Linked DNA regions of Mus musculus: region 2 is linked to region 1. Evidence: chromatin contacts called from public Hi-C data. All regions are on one chromosome and are shown on one strand. The core of a region is the stretch at or near the end of the contact, and the rest is flanking DNA. Distances in the headings are between cores, read along the strand shown. Region 1 overlaps App (amyloid beta (A4) precursor protein). Region 2 overlaps App (amyloid beta (A4) precursor protein).

The links. A called contact is a pair of places that touch in the nucleus more often than the background predicts.
Region 2: a contact with region 1 is called in a Hi-C map of bone marrow-derived macrophages, with 2.3 times the contacts expected there. The contact joins two enhancer-like sites. A contact is called at or near these places in 7 of 484 Hi-C or Micro-C datasets (CD8 T cells, the N1E-115 cell line, bone marrow-derived macrophages and 3 more), 1 of 115 datasets of contacts at active chromatin or transcription factors (microglia) and 2 of 9 other capture datasets (adipose tissue and liver).

Annotation. Positions count from the first base shown.
Region 1 is chr16:84,963,293-84,970,690 of GRCm38.p6, reverse strand. It overlaps App (amyloid beta (A4) precursor protein), which reads left to right. Exons shown (of 18, transcript NM_001198823.1): 16 at 4,921-5,021. Among named protein-coding and RNA genes, the nearest start is that of Gm10791, 5.2 kb to the left of the region's middle. Within about 2 kb of position 3,125, at least 57 of the 459 cell types and tissues checked have an H3K27ac peak or open chromatin away from gene starts, as enhancers often do. A contact at or near this core is called in adipose tissue and bone marrow-derived macrophages, where this site is marked.
Region 2 is chr16:85,059,221-85,066,618 of GRCm38.p6, reverse strand. All of the region lies in intron 5 of App (amyloid beta (A4) precursor protein), which reads left to right. Among named protein-coding and RNA genes, the nearest start is that of Gm10791, 91 kb to the right of the region's middle. Within about 2 kb of position 4,773, at least 20 of the 459 cell types and tissues checked have an H3K27ac peak or open chromatin away from gene starts, as enhancers often do. A contact at or near this core is called in adipose tissue and bone marrow-derived macrophages, where this site is marked.

The DNA.
Region 1 (7,398 bases), core at 1,876-4,375:
AAAGTCTTAAGAATAATGTCACACCGCAAGAGACATAGAACCCGCTTGTGTCTACTCCTTGCACAGCCTCACCCCACTGATAGTGACCGACAAAGTGAATCAGAGAGGGGAAAGTCAATGAATTGGAAGATCTGTGTATTGTGGAGAGATTTTCTTCCAAATAGCACATACCTTCCCACGTTTACTTTCTTTATGCCCAGATCCCATGAGATACTCAAGAGCAATGTTAACATCCCTTGGGGACATCACTAAAGGGAGGTAGTTTTGCTTCCTGGTTCAGAGGTATCCCCAGTAAGACCAGATATGGCCACGCCCCTCTTCTTGCCATTCAAATCTCTAGCCTTGGCTGCTGCCAGCCATGGTCCTAGGGAAAGACTTTGAGAGTCCTTCTGGCATCACACTGATCCCATGATGTGGTTCAGCACCTGAGCAGAAATTGCAGAGTGATACGTCGGAGGACAGCTGACCTCATTGATCTGACGAACGTCTTGTCTGAAGTGCTTTTAAAAGAACCTTGAGTTATATAAGTTGTACACTCTTTGGGCTCTCTCATGTCCTCTTTAATGACAGTGTCACTAAGTAAATGTCCAGGGAACCAGCAGTTGACCTTCCCATGCTGTTCTGCCAGCCAGTGAAGCCCAAGGCAGGGCCAGTAAGTCCAGTGAGTCCTCACCACAGCTACAACCAGCTCAAGCTGGTCTCCTAGACTTTTTAAAATAGCACGCTACTCGTTTTATTTTTTTAAAGATGACCTATTTTTTATCTATAAACATAAAATGTAATATTGAGGCGTACATCCAGCCGATTTTATTACATTCCTCTATTATATAAGGATGTACTTGTTCCTGTTCAAATAATCCAGCACTCACACAGTCAACCAGCTCATCTTCTCACTCTGTTTATGTAAACTGAACATGTAAAAGGCATTTTCATACACTGGCAAAAAAAAGTCATCTGTTTTGAGAAAAGAAACTAATGGCGTTCTACAGAACAGGGAAAGCCTACAATAACAACAGTATTATCCCATGAGACATCAATGTTGTAAATTCTGTGAATACTCAAAAAGAATAAATGATAAGGTTCTTGCTCCCGGGGGCCTGAGATGTAATCAAAAACAACTCACTTTGAATTTAGAGAAAGATGGGAGGACAGGAATATATGAGGACACACAAAGACGTTTGGTGACAGAGCATGTTATCCAGGGAACTCTCTGGAAAGGAGCTTTCCACAGAGAGAGGGGAGTGGGAGATTTAAGGCCCAGGGGAGGGCGAGGAGGAAATCAGTTAGATTAGAAACTGTCCTGGGCTTGTCCTTGTAAGACCTGTATCCATATATCCACATCCTTCCAAAGATAGCCACCGAAGAGGAAGATGGTATACACCAGGCATGCGGAAGCCAGCTAAGCTGCAATTATGAGCATGGAATTTGCTCACCGTGTCTGAGGAGTTGTGTAGGCTCTATCATCTGTACTTCTGTGTTGGCAATGAGTCTGCCGCATATTCAGACTGATACCTTCCTACGCTGTGCACCTGTTCCAATAACTCTACAGCCACCTGTTAGGAATCCACACTCTGGACTCTGCCACATTGCATCTGTAGACTTTTCCGGTCTTAGATGCCCTTCCCAGGATTGCCCTCCACCATTGCTCTTTAATAATCTTTCTTGTCACTCAGAAACAAAGAAATCAAGGGTGTGAGTTTTGGCTTAGTCCTTTCTATGCCCTGTTTCACATCACCATGATGAAGAGAATGATTTTCTTTCTTATCTGAAAAACCAGGATATTGTAACTTTTAGAAGATAGTGTCACCCACAAGCCACAGCAATAATGATGCCGATTTTTAGACACAGTGACAATCCCAGCTACTCACTCTTCCTGGAATGTTTCCAAGCAAAAACTGGACTCTTGCAGACAATAAGAAAACACATCAGCAGTCTCTTCACTTGGTGTGTTAAGCTACCCCGCCATTATTCCCTGTCCCATCCTTCTCCAGGCCTAACAATCTAGTTTCGTGACCCCAAGAGATATTTTCCTATTGATTTATTTCATTGTTCTATTGTTTTGTTAATCTCTCTGTAATAATATTGCTTAGTGCGTAGAACATCTTCTAAATGCCATTACGTGCTGAACAGCAGTGAAAGAGGGACTCTTTCTGCTGAGTCTTACACTACTGAACTGTGAACATTGCCAGTCGTGCTAGCATGTGACGTGAATTTGATTTTTTTTTTTTGCCTTTTTCTGTCATCAGATACACTGTCAGTGTCCTCTCCACCATACCAGGAGCTTATACGGTTTTAAATGGGGACGTAATAATTGACATATTCATCGCAATGCTGTGCTCTCTGCCTCCCCCACCCCCTGATATAAAAGGGAAGACTACTTACAAGTTTTCACTAAAATCTCAGAAGTAACTTTAACTGCCGTGTTACTACTCGCATGTGGTGAGGGAAGGCTGCATTAGAAAGAAATCACTGTTGATCTAACGAGGAAGTAGGTCAGGTTTTATAAAGGTTTGGAGGAAGATGAAAATAAGCAACCGGGGTGATTTAAAGAGCATTCATGTCACTGCCACATTAGAAAAAAAAATAGTGTCAGGAAGTACAGAGAACAGAGTGAGTTATAATATGAAAAAAATAAAGGTAATTTTTTTAAGTAATGTAAAAATAGAAGGTTGCAGTTCTTCAAGTAGTATCCAAGGACAAGGGCTGTCGAATGAAAACAAGCAGAGCTAATGAGATGAAACAGAAAGGGGACTTACAGGTCTCGTTGTGTCTTTCCTGTCTAAATTAATAAAAATGATCTCCCGATGAAAGGAAATTAAAGTTCAGATAGAACACCGTGAGAAAAGAAAGCGCTAAGCCTTTGTATTCGTTGCCTAGTCACCTATCGCTGTGTAACAAGTAGCCCCAGAACTTAGCAGCTTCATAGAGCAAGCGTTTAGCTCCTTACAGCAGTTTCAGCCAGCCAGCATTTTAGCATAGGGCAGAGCTGGCTGGTTCTGGCTCAGGCTCTTTCATGAAATCACAATGAAGACACTGCCAAAGCTGTGGTCTCCTGAAGGTCTGGCTAGAGCTGACAGAGATCAAGCACTCTCTTGGCTGCTGTCAGGAGCCTTCGGTACCTTCCCATGGCAGCTGGCTTCCCACACACCAAGAAGTACAATAGAGGGAATAAGAAAGAAGCTTTGGTGCCTTTTATAAGGCATCAGTTCTGCCATGTTCTACTTACATAGATACCATATCATCCCCTGCTCCGGAGAACAAAAGAACAAAGTTCTGGTTTTTTGAAATCATTATTAATAATAAATGTGTGTTGTATACTCACATATGTAGACAAGTACAGTTCCCTACAACCCAGGCTAAGAACACATGAAGAGGAACTTGAACAACAGTGGCTAGTCATTGTGAGAGTTAGAACAGAAGAGTAGGAAGGCCCAGCTAGAAGGAAATGGGGAAGTGTGATCCAGAGGCAGAAGCGAGGGAGAGCAGCATTGTACTGTGAGCAGATTGGCATTCATCATGAGCCTGGTTTACGGTGGGTTGTCCAAGGGAAGCGTTGTGGGCAGTTAGACAAGAGGTGGTGATGAGTCACACCCAGCATGGACTGCCCAGGTCTGTCAATTATACTCACTCTCAGCAGAAGCCATGCTGACTGGCTGACGGGCTTTCTCAGTGCTTATGACCTTGTGCTTTTCAGGGTCAGCAGGGGGTTGACAAGTTTTCCAATACTTGATGGACAAGATTGGAAGAGCCATTAGACCCAGAAGAGGCAATGAGTTCCCACAGGAGTTGCGGGAATTCACAATGTGTAGCCAGAGAAAGGAATCCTCACTGCCTTGCCTTTAATGTCTGACACACGTGCTCAAACCTACCTGGTGTCACAGATAGATGCCTGGCTCACTCGAAATAGGACCAGGCCCTGCGGTGTAGGTTACAGGGAGACCGTGTTGCAGTAATCTGTAGGAAACAAAATCATTCTCTCTGGTATGCAAACTGACCTCTACCTTTGAATTCACGTAGGTGCTAAGAACCTGCCTCCATTGGAAACATCATGGAGGAGGTGGCTCTAAAAGCCCTTCCTTCATAGCCTCAGATTCTACTTCAGTAGGATCACTTCAGAAAACACGACAACTGATGCAAACGGACATCCCTTCTGTCTGTCTTCACTTCCATTTCTAAAACATATTTTACCTTTTAGTTTTGAGCCTCAGATGAATAGTTGAATCATGAAACGCTGTAAGAATTGGTCCAAGAACCATGCAGCCACGTATAGAGAAAGAGGAATTAGGTAATGAATTCTATTGATCCCAGAGACGCTCTCTGTTCATTGTGTGCTCCTTTCGAGTCAGCGGATGAAGCGATTCCACGGGGCGTGTTCAGCTAGAGAGCTGGGATGCTGAGCTAAACAAATTATGTGACTGACAGTGCTACCGCCGTGCAGAGAAATATGAACATGATTTACTTGCAATTAGAACAAAGCTCCAAAGTAATGGATTTGTTCTCCCAGGTCGTTAAAGTTCATTTCCAAAGCCGTGCATTTCGTTTTTCTTTAAGCAGTCCCAGCCCATAAAAAGTGCACACATAATAAACAACAAGCCGCTAAAACCAAGTCAACATTTCTTAGGTACAATTTAACCTGGCATCTTAACCAGCATTGATTTTTCCCCCCTTTCCCTCCCTCCCCTTTTAATTATGGCATGTGTTTGGCCACACAGGCATTACATATTCAGCGTTCTTCAGTCTTTTTGTTTGCTAGGTGGTGGTTAATGGTTTAAATCTAGGGTGTCATTTTTCTTGAGAAAAATCCCTAAATCCGTTTTTCCTAAAAGCTCTGGCCAAGAGAGAACTTTAAGGCAGTTTTTGCCTCCTTGTGGCTGGCGGTCACACTAACGGATGGCCCTGCATACTTTGTGTTTGACGCAGGTTCTGGGCTGACAAACATCAAGACGGAAGAGATCTCGGAAGTGAAGATGGATGCAGAATTCGGACATGATTCAGGATTTGAAGTCCGCCATCAAAAACTGGTAGGCAAAAATAAACTGCCTCTCCCCGAGATTGCGTCTGGCCAGATGAAATACGTGGCACCTCGTGGCTTGTCCTGTGTCAAAACTGAGAAGGACTACTGGGAATAAAACCAAAATGCCTGCCTAGATCTTCACAAAGATAGGAAGGAGAGGAAGTGGGGCTCTGTTGATAGTTCTTGCTGAGCAGAAGCCGCTGAGCCCAGGCGGAACATACAAGTGTAATTCAGTCCAACGTTGCAGCTACGTGAGCTGACTTCCTAGGAAAATGGTTTTTTCGGGTTAAACACATCTAATCCCAATATCCAAACTGGAAGGCAGGATACCACAAACAAGAAATTCAAGTCCATGAGGCTCTGATATTACTGTGTGGGGGAAGCATAAGTGAATTTCATTTAGAGGTGGTCCCAGTTTCCAAGATGGTCTCATTATGTAAATACCAAAAAAAAAAAAAAGTTAGAAATCAAGATTTTCGAAACCCTTTTGGTCATGACCATTCTCGGTCCACGATAGTTTTATTTGAAGAATTGGTCTTAAATAAGCATGTGGGGAGTACTTGGTTGTAGGGATGCTCTCTCGCAGTGCTTGGTTAAGTTCTCATCTACAAATGGATAATTTCAGTCCATTCCAACCCCTCCTCCTTCCTACTGCTTCCCCACCTCCCAGTATTTCTTTGGCTTACAAGGGAAAGTTAGCAGAGACCCTTTAAGGTGAGTGAAGCCCAGCGGTGACTTTGCCGCCTCAGCTTCTCAGTCAGAAATCTTGGGCAAGGCAGATAGCAGTTTCTCTAAAGACAATGGCGGTTTTCTTCCTAATGTCAGAATTAGAATGAGTAGAGAAGCACGGGTCTTCCTTATAGGTAGGCGGAGATTATATAATTCTCTACCAAAACCTCAGAAATTCAAATAAGCCAAATTCCAGATCGTTAGAGTTCCTTCCATGTTACCAGTTATCACAATAAAGGACTTGAGTGGGAATTTTAAAAACGGTAAGAAAATACCTGTATAGTGGTGCTTGATAAGAACTCCAGCTCTGTGGTTGGGTGGAGTGTGGGAGACTGCAGCCTGATTCCTTTGTAAAGTATCTTCCCAGTGTTTGTAAATAAAATGTGTAGATCCTAGTATGAATCTCCAAAAGAAAGGGCCTTTACTGTTGGGCTTCTCAATTCTGGATTATTGTAGCAAATCTAAAGCTGGCTTGGGATTCAATTTTGCATTAATTTTTTTTTCCTTTTTTTATTCAGAAAAAGGCACCCAGCCTTCTGAAATGTAGTTTTCGTTGGAAAGTTTATTGCTGTTTTGTTATTGTGAAACCAGAGGCACTCCTGAGCAGGCTGAAACTGCAAGGTTTCAAAACAAATCTGGGGTAACTGCTGAAAGGCTGGCTGGGGGTCGGGGCGTGGCTCGGAAGATGAGTACCCAGGATCCCGTTTTCCTGAGCTGGTGTCATAGACGCCCTTCTCAGTAATTACATGAACTTCTATAATGCGACAGTGACTAATGACAGCCGCAGCAATTAGGGGTATCAGCTCCCTCTACTGCACTAGCTGATAAGATAATGTACTATAATTAGTGCAATGAATATTACAGAATTACAGTATTTCCTTAAAGACGGAGGGATATATCCAGACTCACATTTATTCCCGATCACCTCACTGTAGTATCATTAGTTAATTAATGATCTCCTTTAATAAATGTGTTGAGCTAGCATTTTTGGTTGGCGAGGGGATTAATTACGAGCCATTTCTAATTTTGCCGCAGATGCGCTGTGAGTAACATCCACTTAGAAAAATTTTATCTGCTCTAGTTTACCTCGCCTTTGCAAACTGCAGCAGGGATGGATTTAGCGATGGAAATCGGTCATTCACCTATCTTGAAGCCGCCTGGAAAGAATTATTTAGGGAGCTGTTGGCACTAACTTACATAACAAATGTGCTCTAGATCGTTAGGCACAGCTGCCCCTCCCTCCCTCGTTTAACCCACCATATAAGATCATCTCTTATATAACAAGATGATTAAAGTGCAGTCTGTATGTGTTATTTCGCCTAAGTAGATAAAGCTGGGAACCACTGGCTTGCTTTTCAAAAGAGCGTGGAGACGTATGTATACACTGCAGAGACTTTCTCACCGTGAATACATTTCTTCTTTGTCACGTTCTCAGGATTCTTTTTTATGTTCAATATAAACAACCAGAGTAAAGCAATATTGCCAATTTTGGTTTCTAGGGGCAACTGGATAAAGTATGACTTGTTTGTTACACTGAGATTCTCTTTGCCTACTGCTGCTTCCCTTGGCAAACATGGCGCTTTTAAAGGAGAGTATGCGTTCTGTGGTTAATTGAATCTATGTACTATTGTACTATGAAGAAGGTAGCTTGGCTG
Region 2 (7,398 bases), core at 3,524-6,023, 94 kb before region 1:
ATTCGTGGCCCAAATTTCTGGCCCTTCATTTCTAGCTGTCTGTTGATGATCCTTTTCCAATAGTATCTGTCAGCATGTCAAATCCATCATGATCAAAGCCGGATCCATTAACGTCTGCTCCTTGCCACTGGGCCTTCCTGCTGTATCCCGTTGCCATTAGTAACCATCCCTACCCTTTCTCCATCTTGAAGCACAAGATTCATCTTCCCACTAACCCCGCCCCATCCAGACGGCCACCAGTTCTGTTATTCTCTGAAACCCCTCATGGTTTCTCAGCCTCCTTGGCTGTGCTTCTCCTGAACCTTCTCCACACAGCCCCTGTCACTCTGTCACCTGTCTGACCCCCATGCCGCTTCCAGCGCACGAATGTCGATGTGTGACCGCTCTTCCATCCTTTGACTTAAAGTTTGTTTATTACACGCTGGGTTCCTGTGCATAAGGATCCAGATGAGTCTTCAGCCGGTGAAAACAAACTCTTTCATAGTACAGCCATGGCCTGCCTTCTGTTTTCTGTGAACACTCACTCGTGTTCTGCAGCCTACAGAGCTCTTGGCCCTCTGTTGTCCCCTTTCCCATGTGCTCTTTCCTGTAGCTTCGTACTCATATATTGCTTCCCACTTTATTATATTTTGATTCTGTTCTTAAGTCTGCCTTCTCCAGATCTTGTCTCTCTCTCTATATATATGCAAATATATTTATAAATTGTTATATATTGCTTATATACTTTATATATGTATTGTTTTATATATTGTTTTTATATGTTTATATTTATTATTTATATATAGAAACAAAAATGTTTGATTTATATAGTAAACTGATAATAAATAGGGTGAACAATAACTAGTAGTAAAACAGGGCCATTATATCAGGTTGTGGCAATAAAAGCTAGTCAAAATGCATGAATTGTTTCTCTCAGAAACTTTTCACAAAATATTTTAAGTCCGAGGCCGACCCGAAGGAGAGTAACTGAAGCCACATCTAATGAGGTGACTTACTGTGTACTTAGTGTCATCTGTCTTCCTGATAGAACAAAGCACTCACAGAAGCAGCTGTTGTCAGGGACTTCACCTAAAACACAAGATGTGGCCACACTGAGCGCACTACATGTGACTCTCCATCTACCCTTGCTGCACTGTGTAAGGAACACTGGTGTCCTGTGTGCTGACTCTGAGTTTTCCAGATACTTCTTGAGAAAATTCTTATCAAGGCAAGAAACTGGCCTTGCTGGTAAAGGAAAAAAAAAATTACCCACAGTGGAAAAGCCCTTTTCCTATCTAAACACGCATTCCTCAGTTTTCTGGCTACCGAGTCCTTTCATGATGCAGTAGTGATAGGCTTAAATTTATATCACCTCTAGTTTATATCCAATTGAAAAGACTCCCTTACTCACTTCAAACCCTCAGAAACAAAAAGAAGTGGGGTATGTGAGGATCCCTGGTGTAGCTTCCTTTCTTGCTATTTTTTCCGGGATGAGACAACAAGACATGTCTGGTCTTTCCGGAAAGGCTCTCCTGAGAGCATAGGTGCAACCAGCATCCCAGGGGTTCTGCCCTTTCTTAGAAGAAGGGTTGCAGGTTCCTATGGCTACGTCACGTATGAAACCAATGTGGCTTTCATACAAGCAGGAAGCTTCCCTTTCTCCTTCTCCTTTCCGAGGTCGTGTGTGTGTGTGTGTGTGTGTGTGTGTGTGTGTGTGAGAGAGAGAGAGAGAGAGAGAGAGAGAGAGAGGCTTGATTAGTTTCTCACTTTAAGACAGTCCTAGAAAGCTGGATAAGCATTTAGCTCACAGATCACCTGCAGTTTTATGCTTGTTAAAAGAAAGCAGAAGAGAAGACTGGGCACAGTGTCCCTCAGATGCTTGTGTTCATGGTGTCTTCTCCAGCTGCCTTCATTCAATACTTTTCTCACGGCTGGGAGCAAACACCAGGACAGGCTATAACCTAAAGCTTCCCGTGAAAGACCCACTTCTTTTTTTTTTTATTAGATATTTTCTTCACTTACATTTCAAATGCCATCCTGAAAGTCCCCTATACCCTCCCCCACCCTGCTCCCCTACCCACCCTCTCCCACTTCTTGGCCCTGGCTTTCCCCTGTACTGGGGCATATAAAGTTTGCAAGACCAAGGGGTCTCTCTTCCCAATGATGGCTGGCTAGGCCATCTTCTGATACATATGCAGCTAGAGATACGAGCTCTGGGGGTACTGGTTAGTTCATATTGTTCCACCTATAGGGTTGCAGATCCCTTCAGCTCCTTGGGTACTTTCTCTAGCTCCTCCATTGGGAACCCTGTGATCCATCCTATAGGTGACTGTGAGCATCCACTTCTGTATTTGCCAGGCACTGGCATAGTATCATAAGAGACAGCTATACCAGGGTCCTTTCAGCAAAATCTTGCTGGCATATGCAATAGTGTCTGGGTTTGGTGGCTGATTATGGGATGGACCCCCAGGTGGGGCAGTCTCTAGATGGTCCATCCTTTCATCTTAGCTCCAAACTTTGTCTGTACAACTCCTTCCATGGGTATTTTGTTCCCTATTCTAGGGAGGAATAAAGTATCCATGCGTTGGTCTTCCTTCTTGATTTTCTTGTGTTTTTGGAAATTGTATCTTGGATATTCTAGGTTTCTGGGCTAATATCCACTTATCATTGAGTGCATATCAAGTGACTTCTTTTATGATTGTGTTACCTTACTCAGGATGATATCCTCCGGATACATCCATTTGCCTAACAATTTCATAAATTTATTGTTTTTAATAGCTGAGTAGTACTCCATTATGTAAATGTACCACATTTTCTGTATCCATTCCTCTGTTGAGGGACATCTGGGTTCTTTCCAGCTTCTGGCTATTATAAACAAGGCTGCTATGAACATAGTGGAGCATGTGTTCTTCTTACTGGTTGGAATATCTTCTGGGTATATGCCCAGGAGAGGTATTGCTGGATCTTCTGGTAGTACTATGTCCAGTTTTCTGAGGAACCACCAGACTGATTTCCAGAGTGGTTGTACAAGCTTGCAATCCCACCAGCAATGGAGGAGTGTTCCTCTTTCTCCACATCCTAGACAGCATCTGCTGTCACCTGAATTTTTTATCCTAGCCATTCTGACTGGTGTGAGGTGGAATCTTAAGGCTTCTCGGCCTCCTGAAACAGTGCTACCACCTAGGAACCAAGGGTTCCATACACGAGTGTTTGGGAAATGCCTCTCACGCAGGCCATAGCACAGCTTTGGACAGTCCAAATGCTCATCCCTTAGTCATCCCTGCCTGTCCTAGATAGTGTTCCTGAGTTCAGTTCCCCTTTTGTGCTCATCACCTTGGACTGTGCCAGTAGACCACCATTTCTTCAGTTCGTAGTCTTTTTTGGTCTATAGGATGTGCGTACCAGGAGGGCAGAGACATTCTCTGATTTGTTTCTCGCAATGTCCCCCAGATTTTGAACATGCCCCCAAACTTAGTATGAAGCCTATTGTCCAAATGGATAGAGATCATGGATTCCCTGATCTCCATTTGCAATCTGCACACGGTCGGTCACCCATACTCACCAAGACCCTGATCTTCAGGAATTTGTTCCTTCAGAGGTTTCTGGCATAGCCTCTGATGAACCAGGATTTTGTTTTCTCACATCAAGAATTTAGAATGGTTCTAGGACTTTTTTTTCTTTCTCACTGCAGGTGCTTCTACTTAATCCTGCACGGATCATAAAGCTGTCAGGACAATGTACTTTATATTATATATCACTTTTCTTACTTCCAAGATAGCCTTGGGGGGAAGAAAAGCACTTTAGTCTTTTACTGTAATTATAGTCCAGATTTAGAAGCCTTGCCAGAATATCATTCTACCACACTTTTTTATGATGCTGAAATATTTTAAAGAAAAGTTCAGTTAAGAGCATACTAACTAAATATGTCTGTACATCTCTAAAACTGCTGCTCTGCAGAACACACTGATACCCTCTCACCCACAAAATTAATAAAAAAAGAAAAATTGATACCAGGAAGTACTAAGTTCACAGATTTGTCTAAACTGTTTTTCATGGTTTATTTTTTATATAACAGATCCTTCCTAACAACAGAGGTTTTTTTTTTCAAAAATATTTTATGGTTGGGGTGTTTTTGGTTTTTGTATTTTACCTGCATGTATATCTGTACACCACATAGACCTACCCGACACCCCATGCAGTGTCCAACCTTTGAACTTCCAGTCCTTCCTGCCTGTTGTCCACTCCATTAGCAAGATCAAACAAGTAAAAAACGTCTCTGGGTATGTGAAGTATTAATATGCTAATGAGCAGGTAGGATGTGTGTTCTGGAGACCATGAGAGAATTTCAAGTGCAGTGTCCATGAGTGACCCTGAGCAAGTCAGAAGATGCCATAACTACTGAATGGCAAAGAGTATAGTCTAATGGAGGCATTCAAGGTTGGATGAATGGCTGCATTGCCTATTTATTCATTAATTTACATTGAACCTGCCTAGATCTCATTTACATCCACATTTAACCACTAAGGAAAAAGCCCTGGTTTCCTTCTGTCTTTCCTCTCCATTAAAACTCAGTGTCCCTGTGAACTTTTGTTGGGATCATCGTTATTTGCATATTGTTCCCAATTGCATAATGAATGCATATTCCTGACTCATCCCAACTGCCCAGTGGCCTCTGGCCTGTGCCAGTCACTTTCTCCTTGGAATTTCTGAAGCGAGTGTTATGCAAGTCCCCTGTTGCTCACTGAGCCATTAGTAGAGACTCTCTCACCCAGAATAGGCATTACTAAATGTGTGATGACGACTCAGTCCAATTTCAAACCAAGGTTGGGACCGGCAGCTCACTCTTAATTGCCTGAGTCATGCAGTTTTGATGTCTCAGTCTTTAAGTTAAGGCTCCAGCTGGGTTTGAGATCCTTCCTCAGCAAGGAATACTTTAGCTGCAAATGTCAAAAATCGCCAGGATTGGTTCAGAGTCTTTCCAGTGAGCTGTGCTTAACTGATGGTCCACTTTGATAAATCTAATGCCATCCGCTCGTAGCTGGCAGGGGCTTCTGCCTTTCGGGTGGTCACAGAAGCTAGGAGTAACAAGGCAAAGAAACAAAGACACAGGGGCTACCTTTTCATCTGGATGTGACTTCTCCATGAAGTACAGGCATGTAGCCTGGCTTCTGGTTGTTTAGAAATTGCCGGTTGCAAGGCCTTCTAGCTGCAAGGGATGCAGCAATGTGGACTAATGGGCTATTTGGTTCTTATCCATCTCCTGTCAAGGGAGGGGAGGAAGGACTTGAGAATGACCTTGGGTAACTTACACAGTATCTGCTACAAGGAGTTTATGCTTTCTTCCCAAGGGAAACATACATCGGATTTTGTTTTGGAAAACTTCTAACTGAAAATTTGATATGCCTTGCTAGCTAGCATGTGTCACCAAGGCAACTACTCCCCTATCTGCAGGAGATACGGCCTATAGGGTTCTGTCATCACTACATTGTGTATATACTTTTTGTTGCTTTCCTTCTGTAGAGTGTGCACTCATCCACAGAAAGAGGTCATTGACAGATTATCAACAGATCATGAAAAAGATGGAGTGATCATAACGATAGTGTACTAAGAATTACTTAAAGGTTATGAATTGTTTCTGGATTTTCCACTAGATAGTTTTTTAGACGGTGTTTGACCAGGTAATTCAGAGTGTCATCACAGTATTGTAGAATAAAATAGGAACTACATTTTAAGTCTATAGTCAAAAGAAGACTTTTTGTGTATGTAGATCTGAATTGATGAAGTAATCAGTGTAGAGGATAATTTGCCTCGTTCAACCTGATTCAGTGATGCCATGACAAAAGGTACTATAGATATGAAAAGTCATAGCCGTGTTTTTGCTTTCTTTTGTTATAATTACCTTTATTGTACTTGTAATAGGGTTCTTGGAAGAGGGAATATGTTTGCAAATTGCAGGCCCTCAAATGGCAGTTTTGCTACTGAGAGTTTTTATGCCAGATCAACCCACAAGTATTTATAAGAAAAGTTGTTTGTTACATTAGGAAAATCTACTTCAAGTCTTTTTTTTTTTCTGAAAAAGGGGTGTGCATTAACAAAGAACTCATAACACAACTCTACAGCTTTGCCTAATTTTTAAAACCAAAAATGACCTGATAGTCTAAATCAGAACACCTACCCTTACCAGCCACCCTCTCCTGCAATCCAGGTTTCTTCTCACCAGATCCTACAACTCCTGAATTCATCTGCTTGAACATTTGCCTATATTCATTGTTTCTGTAAGTGAGTGGGACATGGTTCATGTCAGTAAGGACACCATTTAGGAGGCCGAGGCAAAAGGTTCCTAATGATATCAAGGTCATCTTAGGCTGCTGACCGGAACCTTCTCTCAAACCAGTATAAACAAATGAGTAAAGAAATAGGCTAAGAGTGACCTTGTGTGTTTACTTTTGGAATGGGAGTGTTCTTGACTTCACCTTCCTTGGGCTGTCCTTTGTTGACGATTTCCTGGGGACCACAGAAAACAAGCTTACCTTCTTCCGTGTTTCTTCATGTTCTCTGCAAGTAACAACAATGATCTCAGACATTGCTTTTCTTTGGAACACACTGACTTACTCAGTTGGAGAACTCTGAATCCAACGAAGGGGAAAACATCTGTTCATCTCAGGTTGTTTTCTTGTGTTATTGGTGCATTGGCGTTTGTTTGTTTGTTTGTTTGTTTGTTGTTTCTGTCTTCATGGCTGTATTTTCTCTGTGTCTCTCACTTTGATTCTGGGAATCTCTCACAGACGCTTCTGTCTTCCTCTTCTTCCCGTACATCGGCATGCATAGGTCTGAGCCCCATCTTTTTTCAGTCATGCTCCTCTGGCCTCTTATTGGTCACAACATGTTGGGAACTGGCTTTTGGTTATTTTTATCACTGCTGAAGTGGAGGCCAGATAGTAGATCGCATTCTCGTACCCATGAATATCAGAACATCTCTCTGCCATTTCTTTTCTCCGGTTTCTATGATAGCAGGAAGAAAGAAAAACAAACTAAATGTTTACAGGCTGTGAAACAACAAATAAAACTTCTAAAGGTCCTTTATTCATTTAATTGGGCAGGAGGTACCAACACATTCAATTATCCCTTACTTCGTGACTTCAAACCCCTACCATTGTGCCCAACAGAGGAATACATGTGGCCCCCACTATCCTATCATGCAGAATAGCTTCACAGACCAAAGGACCCTCAATGAACTGTGAGTTCACTCCTCCCTGAGCCTCCACCCCACAGCCACTGATCTTTTTACTCCAGCCTTTGGCCGTACATGGAATGTCAGAGAATGCAAATGGCAAAACACTTTGCTTGACTTTCAAAACAAGGAATGAAAGCTGGTGTGTGAATCCTGCTGCCTAAGGAGACTCCCAGGTGGCAGCATCA